2 separate regions of the Hordeum vulgare genome follow, and region 2 is linked to region 1. A link is a contact called in public Hi-C data. All regions are on one chromosome and are shown on one strand. Each heading gives the region's core, a stretch centred on a gene start, on an enhancer-like site or on the middle of the called end of the contact. The rest is flanking DNA. Distances are from core to core; before and after follow the strand shown.

What was found. A called contact is a pair of places that touch in the nucleus more often than the background predicts.
Region 2: a Hi-C map of seedling shows a contact between it and region 1, with 4 times the contacts expected there. The contact joins the promoter of LOC123447738 here to the promoter of LOC123447736 in region 1. A contact is called at or near these places in 2 of 6 Hi-C or Micro-C datasets (leaf and seedling).

What each region holds. Positions count from the first base shown.
Region 1 is chr4H:32,541,133-32,546,487 of MorexV3_pseudomolecules_assembly, forward strand. It overlaps LOC123447736 (mitochondrial import receptor subunit TOM6 homolog), which reads right to left and starts at 3,613. Exons shown (of 2, transcript XM_045124382.1): 1 at 3,292-3,613; 2 at 1,094-1,335. The coding sequence starts at 3,486. The coding sequence ends at 3,316.
Region 2 is chr4H:32,850,289-32,855,563 of MorexV3_pseudomolecules_assembly, forward strand. LOC123447738 (probable U3 small nucleolar RNA-associated protein 7) reads left to right here and starts at 2,959. Exons shown (of 8, transcript XM_045124386.1): 1 at 2,959-3,226; 2 at 3,617-3,740; 3 at 3,860-3,949; 4 at 4,696-4,774; 5 at 5,256-5,275. The coding sequence starts at 3,627.

The sequences.
Region 1 (5,355 bases), core at 2,363-4,862:
CAAGTGAACGAACTTAGCTACATCTGAAACAACATAATGATAAATATGGTGAGTACTGAGTAGGATATTACATCACTGCGTACACCTCAGTCGTCTTGTTGGCCTCGATAGCCCCTCAAAGATCCTGCAATATAAGCGAAATAATTTAAAAACACTTCATATTAAAAATAATATAAAATAAATAAATAAGTTTGTATTTACTCGTATACGTAATCACGTATATCAACATTAAAACCTGAATTTATAACTTAATATAGTTTAGATTTATTATAAATATTTTAATTATAATTGATAATTATAATTGATCATTCAACTGAGATCCCAAGAAAGATTTGTAATTTTTTGAACTTTTTTGAATTACTATTTCTTTTCATATGTTGGCGCCCAACTTCTCCTTTGTATTTTCCATATATATGGCGGCTTGCGTTTGGAGTTGTTGGAGGACTGCAAGTGGATGGGAAAGGGGACATGCGCATGAGTGACGGTCGTCGTCCGGTCTTCGTCAGGCGGTGCTCTACGGTAGGGTTGGTGATCACACAGCTCTTTCACCATTTCACGCAGGTTTTCGATGGATTTATCTGTATTCAGCCAGCTTTTGTTGTCTTCAAAGTTTCTACATGTTTTCTTCTTCGGGGCTGCAATTTGCTTCGCAGCCATTGCATCCTGGTCTACACCAACTGCTTAGAAAAGTTTGTTCAGCCTCAGCAGACACAATGACATTCACCCCACCGGGCAAACGACACGTGTCTGAGAGGGGAAGAGAAGCGAAAAAGAGGAAAGAAATTATTTTGTTCCAGATTTACAATTCTTCTTAATTGTGCCTCAAAAATCCTCAAGGGGCAACAGTTCATATTGGTGTGTGCTTCAAATGAAGGTCAAGGTGGCAAAACCAACTCAAGAAATGATCATGAGATTGCAAAGATGCTGCTTGTACTAATATCTGAGTCGCATACAAGACAGGGCTACTAGTGGCAAGAGGGAACAACAGGAGCACATTCAGTGTAGCAACGATGAATCACATCCCAGCAATATTATAAATATGTAAGACATGCATCGCTGATTGTTAAAAACCCACAAAGTTGCACATTCAGTGTAGCAACGATGAATCACATCGCAGCAATATTATAAATATGTAAGGCGCGCATCGCTGATTGTTAAAAACCCACAAAGTTGCCGGGGCAGTGGTAACCATAACCAACAAGAGTTTATGCGAACACTGTCATTGAATTATCATGCTACAGAAAGACAAAATACTATCAAGGAAAACTAATTTCATGTTTCACAAGGTACTTCAAAAGCCTGATCCTGAGAGTAACTTCACCATCCCAGTCATACCTAATAACAAGGATAAAACAAATAATCAGCAAGTGGCTTACTGCAATCCATAGTAGGCGCAAAACATAAGAATTCAAAGAGGTTAATGCAATATACAAAGTACAGAACAAAATCTTGCAGTGCAACCAACTGTTAATTGAGTTACCAATAACTTATACCAAGAGATAAAAGGCTATTGAAACTGGAAGTGGTGCCAGAACTGAGTAGTTTGCTTTTGTCCACATAACTTCCTACCATGAATAATATAATGAAAAAAATAACAAATCTCGGCAACTTACAAAGCAGATCACTGGGGAAGAAAAAATATGTCTAGTGACGTCAGAAATCAAGCAATGCAGAAACACATTATCATCATAGTCAGACTAATGGGCAGGGACAAGACACTGGCCTTGTCAATGTAATTCAATTCAATTAAACCTTGGCACTTAAAATGAATTGGGCATAATCACTATGTCTGTTTCAACAACTCAGAATGTTTAGTAAACATATGACCAATCAAGACCAACCTCAAATATGAATTTTAGTTCTTTCTAAAGCAGAAAGTAGTTAGCTTCTTCCTAACTTAAAATACAGTACAGTTTTTGCAGCTGATGTGTTGCTGGTATCATAATGATATGGTTAGAAGGTATCATTCAAACATATGAATGAATAATCCTAATTGCAATGGTCAATTAAAAGAAAGCTAAGCACAATCTTAAGAAAGCATTAAGACTGTTATTCTATACAATCCACACAAAAAAAAAATGCATAAGCATAACTGACAAAATTCCACCATTCCTTCTTCAGAAGCAATGTCAAGAAATAACAACCATTATGCAAGACTCAGCTTATGTACCACAAAGTCAATTCTACAAGAATTTTATGAAAGCATTTCATTTGATTCCCTTCAATGGAAGACTCGGCTTATGCACCACAAAGTAGAACAGAATGCTAAAAAGGAAAAATAATATTCAGAACATACTGAATACTGCATTAACGAAACCATAAAATACAGTTATCATTGTTCTCAAAAGGAGCCAAGTACCATCGATTTAAGGTCAACATATGTAATTATCATCTAAAACAAAAAACTTCTTATCCATTGGCCAAAATTTAAAAAGATAACAGATGACAGCAAGAAGTGCAACTGTGATCAAAACAGATAAATACTCAAACTGACTGCATTTAATAAAAAAAGGGATATAAACCAATTAAGCAATCTTCCAATCACACACTAACAATACTGCTAAACAAGAGATCATAACACAGTTTGAGAATGGTAAATCAGCTAAAGATGATAACCAATTCAATGTCACAACCTATCTAAAAGCTAGTTGGACTCTTTAAAACATGGTATAATCTTTTTTGGGCCAAACGACTATCTTTGTCTTTTTATGCTATAATAATTACTTAATTAGATTGTTATGAAAAAAAAAATCCTTTCTATCTACATGTTGAAGGTCATTAGTTAGGTTACATAATTTCTCGATTTGCAAATCAGCATTCCTAAACTTCAAGATCATAAATAAAAAAGACAGATCACCTGCTTTACAAACGAAACCATAGAATTCTAAAAGCATTACCATCCCTAGAATATTAAGGACACTCATGATGTAAACCAAATCAAACGATGACCACATAATTCACCGCTATTTTTGTTGGGAAATCTACCCCACTTAACTTGCCGAAATACCAGTAAAGCGGAGTGGACCAAGCATCATGAAACACTGAATCTGGCTCCCAACAAACGACCACGAATCTAACTAAATTCAACACAGCAGCATATACGGATTGGTACCCACGGTGTCCAGGGTGACCGCGAATAATCCAAACATGCAGGCTCACATCGAAACCGATCGAGTACCAAACCCTACGACCAAACCGCGCGGTCCTAGAACGGGATCACACACGCTGACACGCACCGCACCCAAATCGACCAAACCCTAGAGGAAGAGCGTGTGGCGGGATGGTGCTCACCTCAGGGGGGGGCGGGGGGCTGAGCTAGAGCTCGAGCTTGAGCTCCGTCATGCCGGGCTCGCGGTTGAGGAAGTGGAGGATGTAGGGGGCGGCGCGGATGGCGGCGATGCAACCGGCCATGATGTAGAGGTGCGAGCGCAGCTCCTTGTACGCCGCCTCCTTGCTCGGCTTCCGCGGCACCGCGCCTAGAAACATCCTGGCTGCCGCCGGCGGCGAGCTCCTCTCCGGATTCGAGGGTTGGGGATCTGGAGGCGGCGAGGCTGCTGCTTAAACCCTAGCGCGATGCGATTGCGGTGGCTCTAGGGAGGAAACCGGCGAGGTCCCTGGGTCGGTCGTATTTACGTCCGTGGCCCTGGGGAACCCGACGGCGCACGATGGGCCCGGCCCAGTTACCACGGTTTTGAGTTAGAAATCTTTGAGAGCCCGCTGGTTGGAAACTAATACTAATAGATTCATCCTACTTATTTTCTGAGGGGTCTACAGATAACTGCAAAACCCAATCAAACATTAAGCAGAACAGCCGGGGTAATTAGGCCAGCAGCATGGACTTCACCAGAGGCAGGCCATGTTAAAATCAATTCTGACGCGGGCCGTAACGAGCGGTGAGGGATAAAGAGCAGTCGCGGCAGTGTGCCAAGATCAATCGGGAGCGTCTTCGATTACCTTCGGAAATATTGTTGATCCAGTTACTCTTGAAGCGATGGTCTTGACGGAAGGTTTGGCTTTAGCTGATGATTTATACGAGCAAAGAAAACGTGCATGTTGCCTCAAACTCCAAAACTGTCGTGGATGACATCTATCAAGAATGGAACTTCGTTGGCGTATGGTGACATAGTACATGAAATAATAGATAGGTATTGGAGTTTTGTTTCTTGTAATTTCGCCCAGGAGTATATGAGCTCGATTTTCGAGGCTCACAATCTTGCTAAGCACTCTTTAATGCTCGGGGCTTGCTCGTCATGTATGGTTAGGCCGGTCGGGAGAGCTTCGTTTCTTACCTGTAAATATTGTATCGAGGTGAATAAAGCTTAGCGAGTTTGTCTAAAACAGGAGATTCCTTGCGTAGGTCGATGGGATATCTCGTAACGCACAAATCATGTTGGGCCAGTTCGGTTCCATTGTTTTATATGTGCTTCTCGCCAGTTTTCGAAAGGCTCTATAAAAATGGTTGTCTATCGTGTGCACTAGGGCATTTGGTTTTATCGGTGCAGCGATCACTATGACTTACATTTGTAGCATTTAAAAACACAAAGAAGAATGGTGTAGATGTAAGTTCGATACATATGTGTTACTCCCTCCGTTCCTGAATATAAGTTTTTTAGAGATTCCACTATGGATTGTATACATATGTATATATAGACATATTTTAGAATGTAGATTCACTCATTTTGCTTCGTATGTAGTTCATAGTAGAATCTTTAAAAATATCTATATTTAAAAACGGAGGAAGTACTATGGTATAAAGTTTCACATCCAAATTTCAAATAAATATCTAGAAACAAAAGGAAGAAATCAAAGTGTGAACAGTAGCTAATGTTAATTGGATTGAATTCGGTCCATTTTCTTATCATCAACAAAAAATTATATTTTCGTTTCTCATAGTAGGTTTCGACTTTAGATCTGAAAATTTTATAGCATGATGTAATATTGTTAGTAGCACCAGATATTTCCCCTCTATAACCTTCCCACGTATGTTTCTCTTTCATTTCTGTGTTTTTATTCTGTTTTTTTCTTCTTCTCTTCATTTTTCATTCATTTTTTTTGTTTTTTATTTTTATTTTCAATTTCACGAACATTTTTAAACAAAATAAAAAATGTAAAATCATGAAAAATTCTTGAATTCACTAAAATATTTCTTAATCGCGAACATTCTCTAAACTGTTGAAATAAAATAAAAATAGGAAATATTTCGAAAAATCATGAATATTTTTTCAATTATTCGAACATTTTTTTTGAAATACGGAAGAATTTTAAAATTTGTAAACATTTCTAAGTCCAAGAACATTTTTTAAAGGTGAGGAGTTTAAAAAAATTGGAACCCCTTTTTGCATTTCAAGAACACGT
Region 2 (5,275 bases), core at 1,709-4,208, 310 kb after region 1:
ATCGGACAAGTAAAATTCAAACAAAATCTATTTTTTGTGTGGTAGATAATTTGATGCATAAGGTTCGCTCCAAATTTTAACATATTTGGACATCTTAGCAGCTCTTGGCAAAAAAGACAAATCAGGGTCAAAACAGTGCGTGAATAGTAGACCCTTTTCACAGACCCCAATTTGTCTTTTTTGCTGAGAGCGTCTCAGATGCCCAAATGAATTCAAATTTAGAACGGACCTCACGCATCAAATTATCTATCGCACATTTGGATGTTTTGGATTTTTTTAGTGTTTGTTTTGATTTTTTTCGTCCGAGCGGATGCAGATGAGCTCGGGAGCCAAAACACGCCTCTCCCAAACTACCATTAGCAGTAGCAACTCACGAACATTCTACTAGTTATTAAATAATTATCCACAATGGGATCATAAATATTTGTACACGCACAATTCTTATTTGAGTGTTACATATTTTCTATTTTCTCTTGTTGATTCTGTTTAGATATAAAAATATTTTTTAGAGCGGTTGTTCCCCTACTCCATGGACCCGTGTCACTCAACGAAGTTGGTTGAAATGATGGTGTCGAAACATAAAGAAGATTATGGAAAGTAGGATTTGTGAAAAAATAATCATATTACAAGAATGGATAGATAGTGGGTAGTGCTTGTACCTAAGTACTTGAATGTGTTCTTCAAGATGCATAGAAATAAGAAGGCTACGATCTGAAATAAGAAAGCAATCACTTTTTGAGTGAAAAATGAACCTTGCCAACACAACTATGTACTCAAATAGTCCTTTACTATTTACTATTAGACTAGTAAATATGTCCGTGCGTTGCTACGGATTGATTGAAGAAGATTCTTCAATGTCAATTTTGTTTTCGTGACATCACTCAACCATTTAAATTGGTCCCTTTTGATATCCGGAAATCTTTGGATTTTGATATTAATAAATTAAATGCATGTGGAAATATCAATAAATTTGAGAGGACTCGCAACATGTTCTGACATAATAAAACTGCAATCCAAATACCTAGATAAAAGAGAATTTAGTTCTGACTTGCAGGAGTAAGAGAAAACACTTTCCCAACCTTACATGAGTAAGAAAATTAAATTTAGATCTGGTAAAGCAATTTTTTTTGTTTGTGCCTAACACATACAAAATAAAAGAATAAATCAACCAAGCCCATGCACCATCTTCTCCTAATTACCTCGTAGATGACTGCAAGAAACTATTTCTTTTGTTTCATTGTGAGAGGAGAACAAATCCATCTTATTTATCGCTGCCAAATACTATTATTATAACTATTTTTCTTCCATGACTGATGCATTACATATATTCTTTTCAGATGCACAACAATCACAAGCATTCGCGCATGAAGAAACTCGCTACAACCACGCCTAGTTTGCAACTTTGTATAAATAGGTTGGGCTTGATCTTGAGAAGAAATTCGCCTAAAATATGCTCATAATCTTGCTGGACAACACATGTATGTGTTCTTGCTTTCTAATTAATCTTCATCATGCTCTTGTCCCTTATTTTCAACCGAATGGGAGGCATCGCATTAGTGTCGCCTATGCTCTACCGAATGTTTTCGGTGTATCAATCTGGACGAAGATGCAGTGGCGTCGGCACGAGAAGGGGGACACAGGCATGTGCCATGCCAAGAAGACCACTAACGATGCAGATGTCGGGCCGCATCACCGTATAGAGCTAGTCGCCGCCTTCGCTGCGGCCATCGACCAGACCGACCATTATCCTTCCGAACAGTGGTAAATAGTAGATGCACTTCCACGGGGCTTTGCGCTTTGCGACGGCGTCTATCTGAGTTGCATCCAAATAGGACCAGATAAAAGGATCATCTCTTCTCTTTTGAATTAAGAATCTGATGCAGCACAAGTCCACAACGATGCAAACATGGCCACATGCCAATGCAACTTTATGCCAATTAACACCAAACAACAAAATCAACAACACAACACGCATGGTTAGGAGGTTACCGAGCCGGATGTCAAAACTCATGAACTGCTCGATCATGGCATTGTGCAGTTACAGCTCGCAGCCTGCCCAACTATCAAGGCCCCGCCAAGGTTCTTCACTCTGAATCGAACATCCCACATATCCATGAGAAACAGTGGGAGCCCAGAACAACCACTACAAGAATCTCAGTGAATCCCACCAAGAGCAGTGCATGTGTTCGATCTGCATAAGACGCTGTCGGCGCTTTGGTGTTGGAGTTGAACCGCCCAAGGCTCATCTCCAGCTCGATGTCCTCGTTGTTCGGGCTTGTTCCTCAATTTGTTACGAGCTTGAGGCGAGGCGAACGCTGTAGGTGTCCTGGTCATCCCTCGATTTGTCGCGAGTTGGCGGAACCGCCCAAATCTCGTCGCCGGCTTTGCGTCCTCGTCGTTCGTCAATATGTTGTGAGACCAGGTCAAGTCGGCCGCTGTAGGGCCACACCGCCGTCCCTCGATCTGTCATGAGTTTGGGGCGAGGCGACTGCTGCAGCTTCGCATCATTAGTGATAGGTTTCACGTTCCGCTCATTGGTTTCAGAAGAGGTGCTTAATATAGTCGTACTTGTATTTAGATCGGTCTCCTAATATTTCTCGGGATCGGTCTCCTAATGTTTCTCGGGCAAGAAAAGAAACGACACGGTATCTGTAGTACTGGGCTAGAGAATTTAACCGTGGGTAGATTGTAAGAAAGGTTAGGGACTTTTTAACAAAATTTACATGACAGACTAAGAATATTTATTTTATTTATTAGTAGGTATAGATTATTCATTTACATACACAAATAAATTTTACATAATGATCATAATATAGGTCGAGACGTGCGTTACATTACTATTTAACCCAAAAAAACTGAAGTAGTATCACCACCACAATGTTTAGGCCCATTGGGTTTCGCTAAAGGCCCGACTCCCGAGGCCTGAAGGCCGACGTGGTTCCTGTCCTGCCCTAGTTCCCCGAACGCCCACACCCGAGCGGCCGAGCGAAGAGCCGTCGCAGCGTGTCGCCGCCAGGACCGCCGCCCCGCCTGCTTCGCCACCACAGGCCCTCGCCAGCGCCTCCGCCGACGACACCGGCCCTCGCTAGCACCTCCGCCACCGCACTCCCTTGCTCGCCGTATCCCCACGCCTTCCTCCTCCTCCCCTCCAGCCTCCTGCCCCGCGCCGCAGCACCGGCAGCCCAGCACGTCGAAGAAGACCGGTGCCCGGCGCATATACTTCCAGGTTTACTACCATTACCAGTTTCTTTTCTGCGTGCCTCTTGTGCTTGGTGCTACGTATTCAAGATGTTACGCCGTCAAAGATTGAAACGCAACCCTGCTCAAAGTGACAGAGTCTGTAACTGAAAGTCCGCGTTTTCATGTTCTGTAGAATTTTCGGTTTTACTATCTCAGGCGCAAATTTCGGTTTTCACACCTCACTAACCGAAAGAGAAGCCGGGTCTTGTGGAGTAGCAGTCTGTTTATTCTTCCAATAGTAGCCATGCTAGAAGAATGTCGCTGCTGCTAATTTAACTTGGTCAATTTCTTGATATCCACTCGAGCTTTGTTTCCAAAAGATGCTTCGTTTGTATTTGCTCACGCATCCGTCTCACCATTTGTACTTTCCATCCAGGGTGAGCAGGATGGGGATCGCTGCCGCGGAAGACCCCAAAGAGACGAAGAACCACCAAAACTCTTTGGATGAAATGGAGATGAAGGTGGTCAAGTTTTCGCGGGGGAAGGCTGCTAACTTGGCGGTAGGATAATTACTCTCCTACAAGTGTACTCGTTGAGTCCAGCGCTCGTTGCTTTGCTATTTCTGCTGATTGAAAAGCGTGTATTGGCATTTTTTTGTTTCAATGTGATTTCGTTGCAGGCTCTGCGTGATAAGAAATTGAAAGGGCAGCTCGCCGGAAAAGAGAAGCTAATCGGAATATCTGCCAAAGCTGCTGCGCAGGCTGAAAAGGTGCGGTATTGTGAATTTGTTGTAGAATGTCTCTGTATTTGTTGCGGCAAACACATAAGTAGCTGAATAACAGTGAGCATGATACGATGGAATCTGGTATTCTGTACTGTTGACTTACGACAATATGGTATTTTATCATACAGCTCATATTTAGTTTTTCAATGGTCTTTAGCTGTTCACTGGCATAATGTGGATCTGTTTGGATGAAGTAATGGACTTGTATTTATAGGATTTACCCCACATGTTTAGTGTGACATGGGTTTATCTGGTGTTCTTCCCAAAGCGGTTCCAGTCAATGAAAGATTGCTTGGTATTTTTCGTATGTATCTACTGTGTAGGAAGTAAAATTACTTTATTGGTGATACTCTTTTTGGAGTTCCTTTAGGTTATTTCATACTACCTCATGAGTAACGATCGACATATCTACTCCCTCCATCCGGAATTACTTGTCGCACAAATGAATAAAAAAGGATGTATCTAGAACTAAAATACATCTAGATACATCCATTCTTATGACAAGTATTTCCGGACGGAGGGAGTATTATTTTTGTGCCTCTTTGATGGACTATTGCATAAACTTATGGTGCTTATTGGCAGCAATATACCACTGGACCCTTTGACATTTCCTGCTGTATCTTTTTTTACCTTATGCTTCCTGATCTTCGTACTTAACATATTTCGAATTTGACTTTTGCAAACATGGGAGACTTTCAATTTTACTGATTTGTTGCTAACTCAATTTGCAGTGGTTTTTACCTATTGAGGGGGGCTACTTGGAGCCTGAAGGTTTGGAAAAGACATATAGATATACACAGCAAGAGCTTGGTAGTAGCGTCGACATTTTGAGTTCAAGAAAACCATTTGATATGATCTTACCTGGTAAATATGTAATTATTTTGTGTTCTCTGAAGCTGTGCGACAATTGTTACATGATCCAGTACCAATAAAAACTACATACAATACAGATGTTGATGTGAAACACCATTGATGATACTTATGTTCTTGTGTGGTACAGTTAGCTGATTAGCATTTCCAAATTCAAGTATTTTATTCCCTGATACTTATTTGGTTTGTCTTTGTAAGACTTATACTCTTCTTATTGTGTACATAGAGTTATTGACACTATCAGAATTTTGTCATTAAACAGTTTTACTTATTTGAATGATAGGCGAGTGTTTTTCTGTGCTTGTATGTTCTGACAGATATATATCTTATATCTATATTGCCCCATTGATGAATGCTGAGTATCAACTTCCCTTATAATTTATGAAAATCGTAAGGGAGCTAACTAGCTTTTTTTATGCAGAACTTGGTCCTTATACTCTA